Regions from separate parts of the Triticum aestivum genome. Here region 2 is linked to region 1. The links are chromatin contacts, called in public Hi-C maps. All regions are on one chromosome and are shown on one strand. Each heading gives the region's core, a stretch centred on a gene start, on an enhancer-like site or on the middle of the called end of the contact. The rest is flanking DNA. Distances are from core to core; before and after follow the strand shown.

Region 1 (6,106 bases), core at 1,748-4,247:
GAAAACACGAGTCACGACTCGTGGGAGAAGTCTCCCGTCTCTTTCGCCCCATCTCTGTTCGCAAACCACGCCGTCGTCTCACTCAAACTTTCCTTGTCCCTTACGCCGCCCACCTCAATCGGTCGACCCCTCCTCTCTCATCGGTTCCAACCTCTCCCTGCTGGAACGCGCCGTGCAGAGAAACTGAAGTCCGTAGATCCCCGTTCACTCTCTACATTTTTGTTCATGAATTTAAGAACTCAAATTGTGAAGCTCACTGTGTAGCTAGGCATGCTTGGTGTGCCCCATGCTAATTGATCAATAAAGTCTAGTTGCTCAAAAAGATAATCTAATTACCGGTTAGAGTAGAAACAATTTCTACATATACTAACATCTTGCCAAATGGAAGACGACATCTTGGCAAATCGGGTGTCCCACCGCCGACTAGCTCGTTCGTTGCTCCCGTCCTGTAATAGAGATGAAACTTTTACAAACATAAAATCCTCTAATATTTCTACGTAGTAGTACACCATTCGTTCAAAAATTTTGATGTTTATAGTGGGAAGTACTCCCTCCGTTTCATAATATAAGACTTTTTTGACACTACATTAATGTGAAAAAACATCTCACGTTATGGGTTATGGGACGGAGGGAGTAAAAAATAATAGTTACTGTATGGGTGAAGTGAAGCCGGGAGGGAGGGCCAATCATGTGCCGGGCCCAGCCCAAAAAGCATTGCGACGCGATCTCCGATGCGGAAAAGATGCGACGCGGAGCCGGACCCAGTCAGAACTGCGTACCACCAACGCGACCCTGCCGCGAACAAACACGAGGGCCGGTGGGGCCCGCGCCCATTCAAGCGCCACAAACGCCAAAGCCGGAGGAAAGAGAGCGCCAGAGCGGCTCGCTCTCGCGCGAACGCCTCGAAGCCCGCGCACGCCGTCCACCGCTTTGTCTACTCGCCTCACGCTGCCCCACGGGCCCCGCGGCTTTCCGCCAGGTGGGACCCATCCCCCGCCCCGTACCTGAGGCTGCGCTGTGGCCCCATCCCATCACGAAGCTGCTGCCAAACGCGAGGACTGGTTTCTGTGGAAGCGGAAATTTGTTTCCGTAGATTTCTGTTCACTTTTGGAAAATTGTTTGACGGAAACAATTTGGAAATATTAATTGGTTGCCAGAGCAATAACCCTCTTTTTTTTTGCGGGGAGACAGCAATCACTTTACTTGCACGAATTAGTTATGCCTAATATTCTGGTTAGTTGGCAAGGAATATATGACAGGCCGATTACGATTAGATCAGCCAATGGAACGGAATAAACTTTGGATTTATACCTCCTTTTCTAGCGCCTTGTGGGAGGGGGAATGACAATTTATACCTCCTTTTCTACCGCCTTGTGTTGGGGGGAATGACAACTTTCCTAGTCAAAAAGGGGCACAAATTTCTCACCTAAAAAAAGCAGGACATGTTAGTAAAGCTCTTGAATCAAAATGATGCATCGAATTTTATTTCTTGTTTACAAATCTGCCTATTGGAGTTTCTGCTATGGTCTAGTGAGGATGGAATATATGAAATGCAAACGAACTGGAATACCGCCTGGAAAGAGGGGGAAACTTCCTGCCGCCAAGAGAATCCAGCTGAGAAGGGAGAGGATATATAATCCAAGTGCCAACAGAATACATATCTGGATCAATCACATCGCATATCTTAATTTTGCCTACATCTCAGATCAGATCTCACTTAGATCCATGCATCAACAAGGTAATATTGTTCTCCAAAATTAGTAAAGTAGTACTACTAATCAAGAAATCAAGATCCATCAATAAAATTACAGTGCAAAACAAGCAACACCAAACAGGTCAGCTTTGAAAAGCGAAGTGAATGTACGGGGGAGGAGACATGATAGCAGACCACGTTCCATCAGGAAAATCAACAAAGTACCGAGCCTTTTTCTCTACCGAGGCTCTGTACACCAGTTCAGACTGTCGATAACCTTAAACGTGATTAATTTAGGTTTTCAGATCGGTAATAGGCACGGAAATCGAGTGGATACCACAAAGAAAGAGCACACGGGTTCCAACGCATTGGAGTCAGGAGCAGCAGACAAAGTACGAATGCGACAAACAGATAGTGAAGCCAACGAGCACAAATTATGGATAATTCATAGCGGAGTTCATCTCATTCAAACAGTAAGATAGCAGCAGACACAGGAAGATAACCATGGCCGCCGGACACAGATCCAGCGGCCAAAAGAGTCCACCTAAAACCCTCCTAAACCAACCACGGAGATCTCATCGGACGGACAAGGGGAAGACACGACACGACACACGACTCTCTTATTTAGATCGACGACACGGGACACGGGGCGACGACGACAGGCGACCGGCGGGCGGACGGATCTAGAGCTGGCCGCAGTCGGCGATGACGACTTGCTTGGAGCAGGTGCCGCTGCGGGAGCCCACCTTCTCGATGTTCTTGACGACGTCCATGCCCTCGACGACCTCGCCGAAGACCACGTGCTTGCCGTCGAGCCAATTGCAGGGGACGGTGCAGATGAAGAACTGGGAGCCGTTGGTGTTGGGGCCCGCGTTGGCCATGGAGAGGATCCCGGGCTTGGTGTGCTTGTGGACGAACTTCTCGTCGGCGAACTTCTCGCCGTAGATGGACTCGCCGCCGGTGCCGTTGCCCTTGGTGAAGTCGCCGCCCTGGCACATGAAGTCGGGGATCACGCGGTGGAACGAGCTGCCCTTGTAGTGCAGTGGCTTGCCGCTCTTGCCGACGCCCTTCTCGCCGGTGCAGAGCGCGCGGAAGTTCTCCACCGTCCGCGGCACCGCGTCCTTGTACAGCTCCATCACGATGCGCCCGGCCGGCGCGCCGCCGACGGTCATGTCGAAGAACACCCTCGGGTTGGCCATCTCGCCGGGATCGGACGGGCTAGGGTTTTGAGATGGGGATTTCTGTGGGGATTGGATTGGAGTGGATTTCCTTTGGCTTCGGGCTCTGTGATCTGGCAAGGGGAGACCGGGCGGGGTTAAATAGGCGGCGAGGTCCGGGGCGGGGGCGGCGGTGGCCGTCCGATCGGGACGCGTGGTGGCATCGTGGGGCGCGGGGGCTAACCTGGGAGGTTCGGCGGCGCGGTTGCGGGAACCGTGGTTAGGTCTAGGGTTGGGTTCCCGGTGGACGCGAGCAGCACGTGACCCATTCCAACACAAGCCTGTATGACATGTGGGGCCTGCGGATGCCTCTCGATGAGGGCGGCCTGCAGGGTTCCGTTGGTGTGGGGATCGGCGACGTGGGCCCAGAGTGTCAGACGGGGTGGGTGGACGCGGCGTGCGTGCGAGTTTTTATTGGATCTTTGTGGGGGTGACTAGGGTTGCGACCATGGTTACCCGGGGGTGGTTGGGTCGGGACTAGGGTTAGGTTGGGATATTTGTGCTTTTGGACTGCGCGCGGTCCACAAGGACCGGGTGGTGCGGCGCGCGTGAGATTTCGTGGGAGTCTATGGACCGGGTGCAGGGAAAGCTGTGGTGAACACGAGCGGAGGATAGAGAGCGAGGGTGGGGAAGGGATATGCCGCCGCGCGAGTGGGCGATATTCTGTTCTGGCTTGGATCGCACGCGGACTGCATGTGCAACTGGCCCGGGACGATTCCTGCCGGCCCAGCCCGCTCGGGCTCTGCGGCGCAGCGCCAACGGGCGGCTCATCGGGGCCGTCGAGTGTGGGTTTGGACGGTCGAGATCCGCGTGATGAGGGCTCTAGAAGCTTCCTTCTCATCTAGGGCCTGATCGAACTGTGAGATGCCTATTTCTCTCTTCTTTTTTGGGAGGTAAAAACTACAGTATCTGGGCAGAAATATAGAGTTGCGATTTTTAGGTAAATAATTTATTTTTTGAATCCCTGAGATCATGGACTGTTGGAATCTGCTATTATCATGGACTGGTTTGTTGAGATCATGGATTAGAGAAATATAATACTAAATTTGAACTATGACGTAACAACAACAACAACAAAAATACTCCGAGGCATCTTAGTCTCTTTCTAGCAAATCATTTTACCTACCCTTCCATTGCAAAATATTTGAAACACTATATTCGTTCGAAGTTAAACTTCTCTATTTGACAAAGTCTATAGAAAAATATGGGAATATCTACAATATCAAATGTATAGTATGAAAACATGAATGTAATGAAACTAATTTCGCGTTGTAGAGGCTGAAAGATTTTTCTACACCCCTCTTTTGAACAGTAACCACGAGAGGCAAAAGGGAAGGATCTCCCATATCACTTGTTCCGCCAAAGGCCGGATCAGCGGGCCCTCCCTCTTCAGTCATACTTGCAATGGCGGGGGGTGAATGGAGCTTTGATCTGCGTGGAAGGTGTTTAGCTACTAGGGTTAGGCTCTCTAGCGACACTGACAAGGTGGTGATGGTGGTGGTAGCGTTGAATAATGGTATTCGAGCTTGTTAACCATCTCAACAAGGTCACATGTGGCGGCATCGACGAGCCTCCAATGTTGTTTGCTCCCCGATCTGTCGATTCGGTGGATGATTGATACATCCATTTTGCATCATGCTTTTATATCGATATTTATTGCATTATGAGCTGTTACTACACATTATATCACAATACTTATGTCTTTTCTCTCTTATTTTATAAGGTTTACACGAAGATGGAGAATGCCGACAGCTGGAATTCTGAGCTGGAAAAGGAGCAAATATTAGAGACCTATTCTGCACAACTCCAAAAGTCTCGAAACTCCACGAAAATCAGTTTTGGAATATATTAAAAAAATTGGGCGAAGAAAGAACCATAGGTGGGCCACCCACCAGCCACGAGGGTGGAGGGTGCGCCCTACCCCCCAGGGCTCGCCCCCTGCCTCGTGGGCCACATGGCAGGCCCCGACGTCCGTCTTCTGCTATATGGTGTCTTTTGCCTTGGAAAATATCAGAAAGAAGCTTTCGGGATGAAGCGCCGCCGTCTTGAGGCGGAACATAGGCAGGACCAATCTAGGGCTCCGGCGGAGCTGTTCTGCCGAGGAAACATCCCTTCGGGAGGGGGAAATCGTCGCCATCGTCATCAGCATCGATCCTCTCATCGAGAGGAGGTTAATCTCCATCAACATCTCCATCGGCACCATCTCCTCTCAAACCCTAGTTCATCTCTTATATCCGATCTTTGTCTCAAAACCTCAGATTGGTACATGTGGGTTGCTAGTAGTGTTGATTACTCCTTGTGGTTGATGCTACTTGGTTTATTCGGTGGAAGACCGTATGTTCAGATCCTTAATGCATATTAATACCCCTCTGATTATGAACATGAATATGATTTATGAGTAGTTACGTTTGTTCCTGAGGACATGGGAGAAGTCTTGTTATAAGTAATCATGTGAATTTAGTATTCGTTCGATATTTTGATGAGATGTATGTTGTCTCTCCTCTAGTGGTGTTATGTGAACGTCGACTACATGATATTTCACCATGATTTGGGCCTAGGGGAAGGCATTGGGAAGTAATAAGTAGATGATGGGTTGCTAGAGTGACAGAAGCTTAAACCCTAGTTTATGCGTTGCTCCGTAAGGGGCTGATTTGGATCCATATGTTTCATGTCATGGTTAGGTTTACCTTAATTCTTCTTTCGTAGTTGCAGATGCTTGCGAGAGGGGTTAATCATAAGTGGGATGCTTGTCCAAGGAAGGCCAGTACCTAAGCACCGGTCCACCCACTATCAAATTATCAAAGTAACGAACGTGAATCATATGAGCATGATGAAAACTAGCTTGACAGTAATTCCCATGTGTCCTCGGGAGCGCTTTGCTTTATATAAGAGTTTGTCCAGGCTTGTCCTTTGCTACAAAAAGGATCGGGCCACCTTGTTGCACCTTAGTTACTTTTGTTACTTGTTATCCGTTATGAATTACCTTATCACAAAACTATCTGTTATCGATAATTTCAGTGCTTTGACAACCCACAAGTGTAGGGGATCGCAACATCTTTCGAGGGTGAAGTACAACCCAAATTTATTGATTCGACACAAGGGGAGCCAAAGAATATTCTTGAGTATTAGCAGTTGAGTTGTCAATTCAACCACACCTGGATAACTTAGTATCTGCAGCAAAGTATTTAGTAGCAAA
Region 2 (6,106 bases), core at 1,658-4,157, 520 kb after region 1:
CTCAAAAGTAGATGAAAGTAAACGACAATAATCTTCTCTCCTTTACTGAGAGGGGTCGGCCACATTATATAACAGACAACCTTGGCCAACAAGCTGGTAAATCTATTTAAACTCCAATACAATCTCTAAACTGAGTAGACTCTTTCCTAACAGAGAAGCTTAATCAACCAGGAATCTAATTAAGGGATAAGACTCCACGTTTGATGGGCTGGTCCACATAACAATTGATGACAAGTTGAAGCAGCACACAGTTGTGGAGGAACAACTCCACCTTGCTGCTACAAAGTGTACAACACTAGCGTTGAAGGAACTACTTCAACGTGATGTGCTAGATATCGCTCTAGAGGTGAATATAGGCCAATGTAGCAGCAGAAGTTCAGTCCAAAACTACTAGAGCACAAGATCTAGTCCAAGATCTTTGATAAGAACACCAAGTTTTATTATAGATAGTGGGGTACATAGCCAGGTTACAAACTAGAGGTGCGGACCTCTATTTATAGGCTTTGTGAAGCCTTCACACCTCAACTTCTAGTTATACCTAAAACACTCTAGAACTGAAAACATAGTATATATATTTGATATTGTAGATGTTGATATTTTTTTAATATAAATTTGGTCAAGCTTTGCAAAGTTTGACTTGACACAAATCTACTATGCGGAATAAAAAGGACTGGAGGGAGTATCTGGAAGTAGTCAAATGGGTTTCACTTCTGATTTTCTTTTTCTTTTCCCTCTCTCTATTGTTCCTCATCACAAATTCCACAACTTGGACATAATAATGTGTATCAATTGTACAATGCCATAGTTCTTCATCAGAGTTATAAGGTATACCTCCATGGTATTTCATTATATTTTGTAACACCAATCGATGACACCAAAACCAGTCTCTTGACCGTCTGTGGCATGGCACTCACAAAATTTCGAACGCCATCCCAATCTAGACACGTTAAATAGCGTGTCATCAGTAATAAGTGATAGAACATTGTATCCACACCAATTTACAACAATTGAATAAACACTTCTGGGCCACGAATGGCAAGTGATGTGCCATAAGCATGTTCATGATTAAAAAGACATGCATAATAAGCTCTGAAAATGAATGTTGAGATTTCAATTTTCTTACAATTTATTACTTATCAGCATTCTGCAACTGTCACAATTCGATATTTATTTTCTCCACAGCGGAAGACTTTTTCGTTTTTTTGAACCGGGCTAACCCCCTTTCCATTGCATGACAACGGAGATACATCAGTTCCAGAACCATTACAGAGAACAGGAGAGATTTATAGGCTCCCAGGATTATCCTTGCCCCAAATCTTTGGATTGCCATACGGTAAACAAATAATCAGTTTCAGTTTCAGTAGACCTAAGTTAAGTGCAGAATCTTGGGCAGTACGTACCGACACGTTCAGGAGTGTTATCCCCATCCCAGCGTTTTGATGGAAATGCTGTAGTCCCAGTAGTACAGATCACATGTGTAACTCCCTATGAAAATAGACCCTATATTTTGATTTATTCAATTATGCATACATAGATGGTCGAACAATTATGCATGGATTCAGCTTCAAAATAAATAAGTATTCCTCTGTTCCTAAATATAAGTCTTTTTAGAGATTTCACTATGGACTACATATGGATCAAAATGAGTGAATCCACACTCTAAAGCATGTCTATATGCATCCGTACGTAGTTTGTAGTGGAATCTCTAAAAAGACTTATATTTAGGAACGGAGGGAGTGGAAGAGAGCAACCTCAAACATTTCTGGATTCAAAGCGTCAGCATTTCTCGTGTCCGCTTCATAAACCTGTAAAAAAGGAGACTCACTCGTATAAGGAAGTCACAGTTTGGAGAAAATAGAATGCTGAAGCTAGCTGTTGATGTAATTAAGATTACCTGCAAAACACTCCCATCCTGCTTGCCAAATAAGGACGCTGCCTTTTCAGGGTTTCTTATGAGCAGCCTTGTCTTAATTTTCCTGCTCAGCAAAGATGCTACCAGCAACTGACCTGCAAGGACAAGGATAAGGATCCTACACGATCAATATCTAGCCCAAATTCGTCAAGTAACTGTGAAAACTGTAACTGCAGGATAATAATCTCTATATATCAGACTGACATGAGATGCAAAGCAGAAAGGAGTATGTATACCTATAGAAAACTAGCATGTTTAGATCGCTTGCACAAAACTCCTGATGGCAAACAAAAATTGTAGGGAAGAGAAAGAAATCGCGGCTGCAGGTTACAGGTCAATTTCGGGTGAAACAGACGCACAAAACAACTGACAGTTATTAGGCGGGCTGCCACGCCATTTTGTGTCCAAGTTGACCTCACCCGACAATCTTGTTCCTCTCACAAACTAAAAATAGTTTATACAATACAGAAAAAGAGAGGCAAGCTTCAGTAATTTCTTAATCGAATTATGAGCTGACACCCGTCGCTACGAACTCATCCGTGGATAGATACCAACAATGTACGGAGCTTTTCTCGAGAAAAGAATATAAGCAATTAAGAGCAGCGAAGAGGAGCTCATCTCCTACCTACGCCGCCGGTTCCGCCGACGACGAGGACCAGCCTCGAGGAGGCCTCGGCCTCGGCCTCTTCCTGCTGCGCGGTCCTGGGCTCCACTGCCGCCGCGAGCCGCCACCCACCTCGACCCGACGCGGCGAGTCTCGAGGACAAGGGAAGCGAGCAAGACCGCAGCACCGCTGTGCCGCCTGGCTGCGCCAAGACGGGCGGCTGGCCGTGTTTGGAGGTTGGGTGGCGCGACGATGAGACCGCCAGCGCCGGGCTGAGGTGAGCCGTCGCCATTGTTGGAGATGAGATGACCGCGGGGGACCAGGGGAGGGGGGCTCTGGAAACTTGAGGCGAGAGCGAGAGGGGGAGTGAGATATCGGGGAGCTTGGCGGCGAGGGGGAGTGGTCCGGGACGTGCGGCGCGGCTCAACCACAACCCAATCCGGATGGGCGCTGATAGGCGCCGGCGCACCGGCCTAAATTTGGGCCGGTCAGCGCGTATCCGTTCGATAGCAATTCTTTGTACCGTCAGATCTGGTCCCTTTTTTCTCTGATACATCATGTGGAAACAAAAACAAAAAAGAGAATCTCCTGCACATCCCCACCTCACTCACGCAGCCCACCATGGCCGCCCCTGCCGCTGACTTCGAAGCCCGGCTGGCTCGCCGTCCTCGCAGCACCGGTCCTCGCCGGATCCAAGCTTTTCCCCACTCTCTTTGGTTGGTGCTTTTTTTCACGGTTGAAGCTTTCCTCATGCCGATTGTAGCAAAACAAAAACTCCAGTAATCTGTTGGAGCAAAACAATCAGCCTGATGTAGCATAAAAAACACCGGTTCTAGCAAAAAGCAAAAATTGTTCTAACAAGAAAAAAAAATGAAGGTTCCAGCAAAAACAATAAATAATCTTGCCGGTTCCATCTCTTCATAGGCTGGTTGGAGCAAAAATGATTGTTGGTTCAAGCAAAAAAAGACCAATGCAGCAAAGACCCATGGTAGCCGGTGTCCATCGCCGTCCCAATATCATCATAGCCTATGCAGCAAATTCAAATGCTAGTTCCATCAAAAACCAAAAGAGGTTCCAGCAAAAATCTGATGCATCAAAAAATCATGGCAGTGACGGCGCCACCATCCCGTCAATTGCAACAAAATCAAAAGAAGGTTCCAGCAAAAAAAGAAGTGATTCCAGCAAAAACCAAAAGAGGTTCCAGCAAAAACAAAAAATGTTCACCAAAATCAAACGGGGATGGTAGCAAAAAAGAAGAAGGATTGTAGCAATAAAAATAGGTGGATCCAGCAAAAAAACAACCTGGTTCCAGCAAAACCCGCGTTCCAGCACAAACTCGTCGCCACCATGGTTGATTGGAGCTTGGCCATGGCGACTAACGAACCATGGTTGCGGCGGCCATGGAGTCATCTAGTTGCTGGTGAACAAGGCGACCAGCACACCCCTGGCTGCATGCGGCCATGAAGAGGGGTGCATCCGGCGCCTGCGATCCACCCAGAACTCAAACGAGGCCTGTTAGGCGACGATGGTGACGATTACTAGCTGCCGGCGGCCATGGCGACGAGCACCTTCCTTGGCTATGGGTGGGGTGGGGATGAGATGGGGATGGCTCTCGATGGGTGGGGATGAAGATGCGGTATGATCTGGATGAGGATGAGCAACGAAGGGATAACGATGCAGGTCACGAGCGGTGGTGGGCCCCTAACAGCCACGCGTTTTGACTGTGGGCTAATCGTGATGCTTCAATCAGCAGTAGATGAACGACCCGTGCGTGACCGGCAGAAAACTCGGCCGACGCGCCAGGTATAAATGTTTCCCAATCCGGATTGACGAGCGCCGCGTCTCCCCCGTCGCCGCCGACTCGTGCCATCAGTCAGACGTGTGGGTGTGGTACGTCTCCACGTAGTCACATTTGAACCGTCCATCGGACTTTGATCCGTACCAGAGGTCTTCATCGCGCCGGTTTCTCGCCCCGCTTTATAAATAAAGCACACCGAATAGAGTACACGACCGAACGATACATAATCACGAGGTAGCCATCAAACAATGCCGATCCTAAGATAACCGGATCACGCAGACACTACGCTATCGGATCCCGTCCGTTGCAATGGAAGAAAAACGAATGCAACGCATATGCGTGCTTATAATGTAGCAAACATGGTTGCCATGAATCAGGCGAGATTGCGGCTTGACGATAGTACCGGCATGGATGAGAGCAGAATCCCAGTTGAGATGCTGAAGGCGCGTCACGAAGACATCCACAATCGTCTATGATGTTGATCTCTATGTGTGTTGTCGAAGCGAATGGGCATGGCGCTGGGGGCGGAAGTAGAAACATGGTATGTCTCCGGTTGACATGAACCATGATTGGCCAAAAACGCCCAACAGCGCAGCATCCAGACTGTGTAATCATGTGCAGGGAGATGCATGCTAGATGAGAGGGGATTCGGGGGAACCAAGACGACTCTCAATGGTGGGTGGGTAGGTGAGAGAGAAACGAGAGAGGAGAAATGAGCCCCTGACATGGGAACATTAGTGCATCCATTGTGTTGCAACATTTAGAGTGAATTCCACTTTTTACCCCATATTTATACATTTGTGACACTAATTACCCCTTCGAGTGAAAATTCGTCTAGAATACCCCTTTTGAAATCTTTAGACCCTTGTTTTTTGATGCGTGTCCATCAGATAAGGTGTGAGGTGACGCCCTGTATCCAAAAACATGTGGACGGCCACAAGGAGTGGAACAGATAGACAAGAGAAGACAAGATCGCCAATGATGCCCTCCGATCCTTACAGTTTTTTTTACAAATCAATGACGCAACATGCCGATCCTATCGACCATAAACAGACAAAATGTAAAACTGGGGTAAAACCGTGTTAAAAGTCTCCAAAATCTGACATTTCGATAAAAGTTCCGCTAAATAGGGTAATATGTGTCACAAATGTACAACTACAAGGTAAAAAATGGAATTCACTCCAACATTTATGCGGAGTTCTTATAACTGCAGTACGAAATTACCATCGATCTTTTTCCACATACACGGCTTCAGCTGAAATGGCAATGCCATCAGCGGTCGTGCTCGTCCCGACGCCTTTATTCTGTCCAAGCGGCATGATCTCGACATTCGCCATTGCAGCTCGATTTGAAAGGCATTGCATTAGATTATCTTTTATATCTCCTTTATTCCCTATGGTTGCTTTTGGAATCTCAATATGCTTTGGAAATCGTTCTTTCGATGCCGATGTTGTCCACACGCATTCACAAAAACAGGTGTGCAGTGTTGATAGAATGCTGGTGTGGCACATGTGGTACATCGTTTTCATCTTTCTTGTTTTGCGGTACGCCGTGCAAACTGTGGATGTGCAAACCTGTGATTCCAATTGACATCTTCATCAAATTGTGGTGTTGCACCCAAAAAAGACCACCATGGCACGAAGAATTGCACAAGGATGCTAGCACGAGTGCTGTCGACCATCGAGGTCCATGGGCTCATTACCACTTCAATGTTCGCAAAAGTTGGTTGTCACTAGCCATTACCAACACCAAGAAGCTCGTGACCAAACAAAATCAAGAGAAAAACACAATC

Evidence for each region. A called contact is a pair of places that touch in the nucleus more often than the background predicts.
Region 2: a contact with region 1 is called in a Hi-C map of leaf, with 6 times the contacts expected there. The contact joins the promoter of LOC123135873 here to the promoter of LOC123135870 in region 1. A contact is called at or near these places in 4 of 5 Hi-C or Micro-C datasets (leaf and an unstated tissue) and 1 of 1 datasets of contacts at active chromatin or transcription factors (leaf).

The regions. Positions count from the first base shown.
Region 1 is chr6B:73,864,229-73,870,334 of IWGSC CS RefSeq v2.1, forward strand. It overlaps LOC123135870 (peptidyl-prolyl cis-trans isomerase), which reads right to left and starts at 2,998. Exons shown (of 1, transcript XM_044555108.1): 1 at 2,109-2,998. The coding sequence starts at 2,892. The coding sequence ends at 2,377.
Region 2 is chr6B:74,382,619-74,388,724 of IWGSC CS RefSeq v2.1, forward strand. LOC123135873 (sanguinarine reductase) reads right to left here and starts at 2,908. Exons shown (of 9, transcript XM_044555110.1): 1 at 2,538-2,908; 2 at 1,895-2,007; 3 at 1,752-1,805; 4 at 1,401-1,485; 5 at 832-937. The coding sequence starts at 2,808.